Linked DNA regions of Mus musculus: all the other regions are linked to region 2. Evidence: chromatin contacts called from public HiChIP or PLAC-seq data. All regions are on one chromosome and are shown on one strand. Each heading gives the region's core, a stretch centred on a gene start, on an enhancer-like site or on the middle of the called end of the contact. The rest is flanking DNA. Distances are from core to core; before and after follow the strand shown.

What was found. HiChIP or PLAC-seq counts read pairs in DNA pulled down with a chosen protein or histone mark.
Region 1: an H3K4me3 HiChIP or PLAC-seq map of the 230-238 cell line shows a contact between it and region 2, with 10 read pairs. The contact joins the promoter of Itpr2 here to the promoter of Klhl42 in region 2. A contact is called at or near these places in 1 of 484 Hi-C or Micro-C datasets (CD4 T cells) and 2 of 115 datasets of contacts at active chromatin or transcription factors (the 230-238 cell line and memory CD8 T cells).
Region 3: an H3K27ac HiChIP or PLAC-seq map of microglia shows a contact between it and region 2, with 6 times the contacts expected there. The contact joins the promoter of Fgfr1op2 here to the promoter of Klhl42 in region 2. A contact is called at or near these places in 1 of 39 promoter capture datasets (pre-B cells), 3 of 484 Hi-C or Micro-C datasets (CD4 T cells, LSK cells and regulatory T cells), 3 of 115 datasets of contacts at active chromatin or transcription factors (memory CD8 T cells, microglia and thymic regulatory T cells) and 2 of 9 other capture datasets (adipose tissue and liver).

The regions. Positions count from the first base shown.
Region 1 is chr6:146,500,833-146,503,532 of GRCm38.p6, forward strand. It overlaps Itpr2 (inositol 1,4,5-triphosphate receptor 2), which reads right to left and starts at 1,391. Exons shown (of 57, transcript NM_019923.4): 1 at 955-1,391. The coding sequence starts at 1,046.
Region 2 is chr6:147,089,803-147,092,502 of GRCm38.p6, forward strand. Klhl42 (kelch-like 42) reads left to right here and starts at 1,273. Exons shown (of 3, transcript NM_001081237.1): 1 at 1,273-2,565. The coding sequence starts at 1,730.
Region 3 is chr6:146,576,432-146,579,334 of GRCm38.p6, forward strand. It overlaps Fgfr1op2 (FGFR1 oncogene partner 2), which reads left to right and starts at 1,480. Exons shown (of 7, transcript NM_026218.2): 1 at 1,480-1,777. It overlaps Ints13 (integrator complex subunit 13), which reads right to left and starts at 1,404. Exons shown (of 18, transcript NM_138757.2): 1 at 870-1,404; 2 at 1-29. The coding sequence starts at 18.

The DNA of each region.
Region 1 (2,700 bases), core at 141-2,640, 590 kb before region 2:
TTAAACCTTCCTTCCCACAATCTGTGGGGAAATGAACAAAGAACAGGAACTGTGGAGCCACTGGTGTCCTCCAGAGAAGGCACTGGGCACGCAACACAGTCACAGAAAGGCTCTCTCCCTCACAGCCCGGGGGACAGGACTCCAATACCTAACAGCTGAGAGCAGTCACCAGCCTCAATCTCCTCAGATAAGACAGTCTGAGGCAAGTCCTGTGAAGTAACCAAAAACTACCTGTGCACTAAAATATATCATAGAGTGCAATTAACTGTTCACCAGCGCGAACACCATGAAGGAATTTTCTAGAAACCAGAAATGGTCCTAACCTAACTAACACGCTGCTTTTCTGTATGATATACATCAGTATTTCCCCAGTTCATATACAAACTCGAATCACAAGGGCCTTGCAGTAGGCTGAACTCCTTTCACTGGGCGAAGGGGATGGACAGGGAGAGAGAATAGCTGAGTTCTAGAACCCTGGCTGCCCAGGAGGCCAGTTTTGGCAAAGCCTGAGGAGTGAGTCCTCCTTTGGCAAGGCCAAAAGGAAATTACTTCAGCGAAGAGGGGCTGGTAATCTCCTCCAGCAGGACAAAGCCACATTTGCGCGGTGCACATCGCCTACTTTCATGGCCAAAGCCTGGGACTTCAACCCACCCTTCTTTCCAGCCGCGCGCTGAGAACGGGCCATAGGGAAGATGAGGAGAAAACACACATTTTAATCAAAACAAGGCAGGGAAGGCAGGCTCGCAGGGCCTGTCTGGGGCGTGCGAACCACTTCCTCTTCTCGGATGTGTCTCGGGTTGGAGATTATGAAGTTGCTGAGAAGCGCTCGCGGCTTCCTGCGCGCTGAGACCTAGGGGACCCGGGGCTGTCCCAGGCGCAGACCCCAGACAAGCCGCGCGCCAGAGGGACAGGGACCCGAGTTGGCTGGCGCTGCTCAAAGCACGTCCTGCTTACCCCAGGGTGCTGATGAAGCCATTGACCGAGCCCTCCGCGTACAGGGACACGATGTCCCCAATGTAGAGGAAGCTGGACATTTTGTCAGACATGCTGCTTCACGCTCCTGTGGCTGTCCCTGCTGTCTCCGCTGCACGCAAGGGTGAGCTCAGGCCCGCTGGGTCAGAGGGGTCCAAGCAGCTCTGCTCGAGGAGCGGCAGCGAGGCCACCGCTGGGGACACTGCGATGGCCCCGCGCCGCCGTCGCCGCCCCTGCCCAGCAGTAGGTTTCCTGTTCCTGGCGAAGTTCTGTCCTACACCTTCGCTCCTCCTCCCTGGCCCGCGAGCCCTCTGCGTCCCCACAGTTCGCTCCCGGCCTGAGCGGAGCCTCTAGGTCCCCTTGGGGGACTCTTTAGACCAGGTGGCGGTGCCCACGGACCGAGAGGGCGGGGAGAAGCCCCGGGGAGGGGGGCGCGTGGCCAATCAAGCCTGGGCGGCCAGGGGCGGAGCGGGGCCGGGGCGGGGCCAGTTCTCGGGGGACGGGCCACCCCGAAGCGGCCAGGACAGAGGCGTGGGAGCCACGCTGGGCGGCGCTGCGGGGGTAACGGGGACTCAGCCGGGGGCATTGGTTCTGGCTCAGGGTGATCTTGGAGGGGCAGCCCCGAGACCAGCAGCGACAGTCTGGAGTGACTCCGGGAGGGGAGGGAAGACGACCCCAAGGACCCAGGAGAGACCCAGGACTTTCCAGATGCGGGCTGGGAAGGGGTGCAGTGCAGCCAGCGTAGACAGGACGACCCGGAGCGCGCAGAGACAATCCCTATTTGCAAAAGGCAAGGGACTTAGAGGGGTTTGGAGGAAAACTGCCGACACGAGGGTTCAGATGGAACCGGCCTTGAGGGACGCCGACTGGAAGAGGGCGCAGAGCAACCACGCTGCTTGGAACTTGGCGCGCCGGTGACAGTCCAGCTGAGAGTAGGAGCCCGCAGGCGATGGGGGTGGGAGGGGGTGGGAGTAGGGTGGGTGAAACGCTGTGGTGTTCGCACCACCACGCAGAGGCCTGGAGAATCCTGACCGTAAAAGCTGGAGTCTGAGTGGATGTATGTTTTGAGTGGAAAAGTTAATTGAGAGGGAGGAAAGGGTTGAAGAAGACACAAATGAAGAGAAGAGGAAAGGAGGAAACACTCCTGTGGAGCTGTTCTTGGATCCTGTTTTTCTTAAGTTCATGACTGGATAAAAGGATCCAGCAGCTGCAGCTGCTATGGTGACCACCCTGGTGACCGTCAGTGGGTGGGTCAGCGATGGCAGTGAGGGCTCACAAGTGAGGGTAACTGGGTTCCATCTCCAGGAACCGGTGACAGCCTTTGTAACCCCCCCCCCACACACACACACACAAGGTTATAATAAATAAAACTGGAGGCAGGACATGAGTGGGAGCAACCCCTCTGTTGTGTGTCAGTCCACCTCTAGAGTACTGTTTTAGAAATGTTTGGTCCTACCCTGTGGAAGATACTGAAGAGGCGAATGCCGTGATCAAACCACAGCTGACCAAAATCAGAGTTTAGGGGAGTTTTGCCTTCCAATTCAAAGATGCCTGGGATGGAAAGGTTTTAGACAGCAAGGAACAGAAAGGAAATGCCAGTCTCGAGTCTTGGTGTGGGACAAACCCCACCTTGTGTAGAAGCAGTGTATTCTCATTTCCAATGCCTCTCTTCCTTTTCCTCTCCCTCCCACCAACTGAGCCACATCACCAGCCCACAGATCTGGTGAC
Region 2 (2,700 bases), core at 23-2,522:
ACTACTATAGCTTAAATACTTTGTAACAAAGAAGTTTATATGTATTTGTCTTTATGCCCAGCTTTTTAGAACACTGTGTGGTTTACTGAAGTTATTGGATCTTTTAAGATGCCCCATCGTATGGCCAGGGGTTAAAATCTTGCAGGAGCGGTGCCCAGTATTGTCAGGTACCACTTCAGATTGCAGTCCAGCTGACCTCACTGTGGTAATGTGACCAGGGTTGAATTGCCTCTCTAATGAGAATCATTCTCAAAGGTTGGCTTTCTGGTTTGTTTTAAAAGGCAAGAGAATACCAGTTGGTCTGGAAACAAAAGCTTCCATTGGTAAAGATTCTAAAGAGCCAGAGACTAAGAGCCTGTTCTTCTGGTGACTCACTGAATCCTGCCTTGCTGATGGAGGCGCAGACAGATCCAGGTCCAGCCTTTTTTAAGTCAGCCCTCCCAGAAGCCCCCAGCCTGATGTCTAATGGTAGCTGTGGCATTTTGCCTTGCTGTAGAATCTACTAAATCCTTGGCCCCTCACCTGAAACCCTCCTCATACCCCAAACACTGAGAGTGACAGATGGGGAACGGAAGCCTGCCAGGAATGATTGCAGGCCTGTCAATCACGGGGCTGTGTTCCAAGTTTCTCAGAGTATCCAAGAAAGTAAGGCATAGCAAGCCTCAGGTCCATGTGTTGTGTCTCTTTCCCATGGGAAGGCCGGATCCTGCTAGAATGTTTTCTGTACTTCATAGTTCCTTACCTTTGTGTGTATTCTGCAGAATATAATGGCCGACAGCCCTCTCTCTGTGAAGCAGCCGACGGACACAGTAATGCTGGGGAATGCAAGGCAGGGCACCATGGGTACCAGGGCAGACACTATCGCTTCATTACAGCCTTTGGGATCCAGCCTTCTAACCAAGCGTCCCGCCAGGGAACATAGGAAAATGTTCTTTCCTAACAGCTATGATGGGATGGTGGTGGTGGGGTAGATAGGGATGAGAGCGGGCAAGTGCTACCCAGAGGGGACAGCTCTGACGCATCTTCATCTCCGCATCCCCATCTCCGCATCCTCTCCACCCACCTGCCCTTTTTGCTGCTCAGAGACTCTGCTGTCTTGGTGCTGGGGTTTGAACCATGCCACTGCCTGCCTTCCTATCTGTCTGTCTTGTCCATGGAGTTAATAACTCTTCTAATAAATTGCTTAGCCCTAGTAATCCGTTAGTCCACTCTGGAACCACCCCGCGGATCTAAAACCTCGCAGTACTGACTGGCCCAGGAAAACTCACACAGGGACTGTGGGGCTGCGGGAAACACCAGAAGATCAAGTACGGTGACTTGTGCGTAGGGGGCGAGCACCGCGAACCGACGCGTTTGTTTGTTTCCTAACAACACCGTGCTGGAGAAATGCACAGTGGTTAAGAGTGCACACTCCTGCTGCGGAGGACAGGAGCTCCGTTTCCGCGTAGGGCAGCTCACAACCGCCCTTACCTCAGGCTGCAGGGTGATCTGCCGCCTTTGGCTTCCTGGCACCTGCATTGTAGCGGAGGAACCCACATAGACACATGGATTAAAGATCAGAGAGGCCGTTTACTCGGAGGGCGTGTGACGCACCGGCGGGGCTGAGCCCGGGGCCCGCGGCCCGCGGCGGCGGAAGGAAGGAAGCGAGAGCGCAGGCCGGGCTCGGCGGAGGCTGTGCGCCCGGGGGAGGAGCCTGAGCGGCCGAGCGGCGGGGCGCAGCGGCCCAGCCATGTCGGCCGAGGAGATGGTGCAGATCCGCCTGGAAGACCGCTGCTACCCGGTGAGCAAGAGCAAGCTGATCGAACAGAGCGACTACTTCCGCGCGCTCTACCGCTCCGGCATGCGCGAGGCCGTGCGGCCCGAGGTGGGCCCGGAGGTGCAGCAGCTGCGCGGCCTGAGCGCTCCGGGCCTGCGGCTGGTGCTGGACTTCATCAACGCGGGCGGCGCGCGCGAGGGCTGGGGCCTGAGCGAGGACGAGCTGGCCGAGGCTAGTGTGCTGTCCGAGATGGTGGAGGCCGCGTCCTTTCTGCAGGTCACGGCGCTTCTGCGCTTGCTGCTGTCGCACGTGCGTCTGGGCAACTGCCTGGAGCTGTACCGCCTGGCGCAGGTGTACGGACTGCCCGACCTGCAGGACGCCTGCCTGCGCTTCATGGTGCTGCGCTTCCACCAGGTGCTGTGTCAGCCGCAATTCCCGCTACTGTTGTCGCCGCCGCAGGCCCCCGGGGACTGCAGCCTGAAGCAGAGGCTGAGGGAGGCCCGCATGCGCGGGACCCCGGTCCTGGTGGCCCTGGGGGACTTCCTCGGGGGACCCCTTGCCCCGCACCCGTATCAGGGGGAACCCCCGTCCATGCTTAGGTACGAGGAGACCACGGAGCGCTGGTTCCCCCTGGCCAACAACCTGCCCCCCGACCTGGTGAACGTCAGGGGCTACGGCTCAGCCATTTTGGACAACTACCTCTTCATCGTGGGTGGTTACAGGATCACCAGCCAGGAGATCTCTGCCGCACACTCCTACAATCCCATCACCAACGAGTGGCTGCAGGTGGCCTCCATGAACCAGAAGCGGTAAGTGCAAAGGGGGTGTCTGCACCCTTCATTCATTGCCCTGGTGTTTGCTGGCCAGAGGCGATGGCATCTTGCTTAGTGCTGCTGGCCTGTCGCCTCTGGCGGAGTTCCCAGGGAGCCCAGGGCTTGCTAGGA
Region 3 (2,903 bases), core at 230-2,729, 510 kb before region 2:
TTCAGAAAAAATCTTCATTTTGTTTTAACCTGTAAAAGGATAAACAAACTAGTCAAAACGATGACACATAACATTTATCATAAATGATTTCTCACTTAAGTGTGTTTTCAAGATTTGATACGGATCCTAAGTTCTGAGAATTTTGTGCAAAAAAGGCCAAAGTAATGGTGCCAGTTCAAAGAATATGCCACATCATACCATGCAGTCTATCTACCAAATGAAGTTAGTTCATACTTCTTTTTTTCTTTTACAAAGCACTTAAAATAGAAGAAAACATCTGTGCACATTGTATTTGATTCTTATGCCTACAAATCACAGATCTAATTCCTCAAATGTATTTATGGTGATCCTTGTTAGGGGCTAAGGGAAATCAACAGGAAAAGACTGACAGCAAAAGTACAACCCAAAATAGACACACATCTCCTACGGTAACTGCATATTGCGTCTTTCTATGGCTTCAAACTCATCCTCTCCCTCCACTTGCAATACACTACAGTAATTCACCACGTAGACCACAACAAGCAGATGCTATCCCATGCTGGCGAAGAGAAAACACTTCTAAAACTTTTTCTTATAAACACAGAACATGTGGTGCACTGCCCTGCTTCGCTCCTAAAATTTTACAGACCAAAAAAAAAAAAATTTTTTTTTTAAACCTACATTCTAAAGCACCTGGGAAACAGCAAGTGTTCAAGGTAACAAACCACCTTAGGGTCCCGCTATTACCTCCTGCTGCTCTGGAACGCACCGCCCCTCCCCGCCAAAGTCCCTGTCTGCAAACCTTCTGCACACACCTGACTGCAAGGGGGGTGGGGGGCGGCGAACGAGGTGAGTGGATGGGGAAGACCTCGGCATCGAGGTTCGCTTACTTTCGTGCCTGGTCCTGCAGTGAATGAACGGAGGCTGAGAGAGAAGGCGGACGAGGGTGGGTGGGGAGTCGGCGCACAGTCGGTCTGGTACAACCCGCAGAAGACTGACTGCCCGGCTCATCTCCCAACACTCCGGCTGCTTAAACGCAGGGGCGCGCGCATGCGCGTGCAAGCACAAGAGCGCACTCGGACTCGCGCGTGCGCACGGCGCTCTCGCACAGCCCCGCCATCTTCCCTTCTCCTTAGAAGCCACCAGAGGCCGAACCGGAAGAGGGCGGAGCAAGTGAGGGGAAAAAAAAAGCCTTTAACATTTGTTCCCAATCAACCGTAGGGAAGAACGGTCAGGACGACCCGAGAGATCCCCCCACAAAGTACTAAGCCACGGCCGGGACAAGCCAGCCTCGGCTCTGGACAGGCAGAGCCTACCCACCCAACCTCCCCTCTCCGCCTCCAGTCCGGGCCGGTAGCCCCTCGGAAAACACGCGAGAGTGTGCGAGCGGCAGAGCAAAACCTTGAGAGGGGGGCGAGGAGAGAAGCCCCGCCCCCTCCCCGTTCTCCAATCAACGGCCAGCCGTTTACCGGGGGTGGGGCCTTCGGGAACCAGCAGAGGGAAGTCTCGCGAGGCTTGTCGCTCAGCGGCTGCGGGTCGCGGAGGTTCTGGTCCGCCCGGGATGGGGCCGAGACGAGTGGGTTTCCCGTACGTCCCGCCGCTGTGTGAGCAGGACTGTGCGTCCGCTCGCTGAGCAGGCGCAGCGAGGGCGCGGAGACCACTCCGTGGGCACTCCACCTCGCGGGTGGTCGTCGCCCCAGGGGGACTGAAGCGCAGTGGAATAACTACACGCGTGGGCGAGCCTCTGAGCCGGGCTTCCTCTCTCCGTGCTCTCCCTGAGGTCCTGCCGGGAACTGAGGTACGGAAAGTTCCCTGAAAACCCTGGGCCTGCACGCCGCGGGACACCCCTTCCGGGTTCCCCTTCCTGCCACTCGGGAGCTCCGTGGGCGGTGGCCTGAGGGACTTGTCACTGTTGAGTTTACCTCAGCACACTTGACCGCGTTTGCGCCTGGGACTTAGCCACGGTCCTGAGGGAGCTGCTGGGATCGTTTGAGTCCCTCAGCGGCCTTCCAAATTCGGTTTCAAGTTGAAAAACTGGTTTTCTCCAGACAAATGTTTCAGAAGCTCCAAGTGTGTGCATTCCACCATTTTCAAGAACAGTGCAGTTCTCTGCTTTCAGAGTGATGTGTGTGGACAGGATGCTTATTGGTGTGTGTGGTCTGCACGCATTCTTTCTTTATCCCATTCTAAGGTTTTCTTTGAAAGACACATGCTTTTTATATTGCTACCAGCATCTGTGTCTGCTCCTCAAGAGTGAGGACTCTCTTTTCTTCCCGTCCTCCTTTCCAGAACACGGACCTCAGAACTGCCTACGTTCTGTATTCCACTCACACTGCACCAGGTTTTTTTGCTTCTTTCACTGTGACTGTTACAGTTGCCCTTCCTCCACCCCAAACCGGTGTCCCCGCCTCAGCCTTCCATACTTACTGTGACATGTATTCGCCTGAAACTTTTTCAAGTTCTAATTTAAGCATATCGATTCATCAGGGTTTTTTACCATCCTATCTCATCATATTTTACCTTTTCAGTGTCATCTTATTGCCACCCCTAATTCCTTTCCAAACACTGTGCCATGTGAGTCCATATAGTCTGCTAGAATGCTTGCTTTTCCTTCTGTCTTATCATCTATCAAAACCCAATTCATAGATGATTCTTTTTAGACTCCCTCCGGTGACATTGACAGTACAATGAACTCGGATAGCTCTTGACATAGTTTTGCAGTATTCATTAGGATGTATTATTTGTTCAATTACCTGTCTCTCCTGCCAGCTTGAACTTGAGTCTGGAATCATGTCTTATTCATGTTTAAAACAAATGCTATCTCAGTGTTGGCACAGAGCAAGCAATATATATATATATATATATATACACATACACGCACATATATATATTTATTTATAATGTCATTCTAAAGAATTTGATAT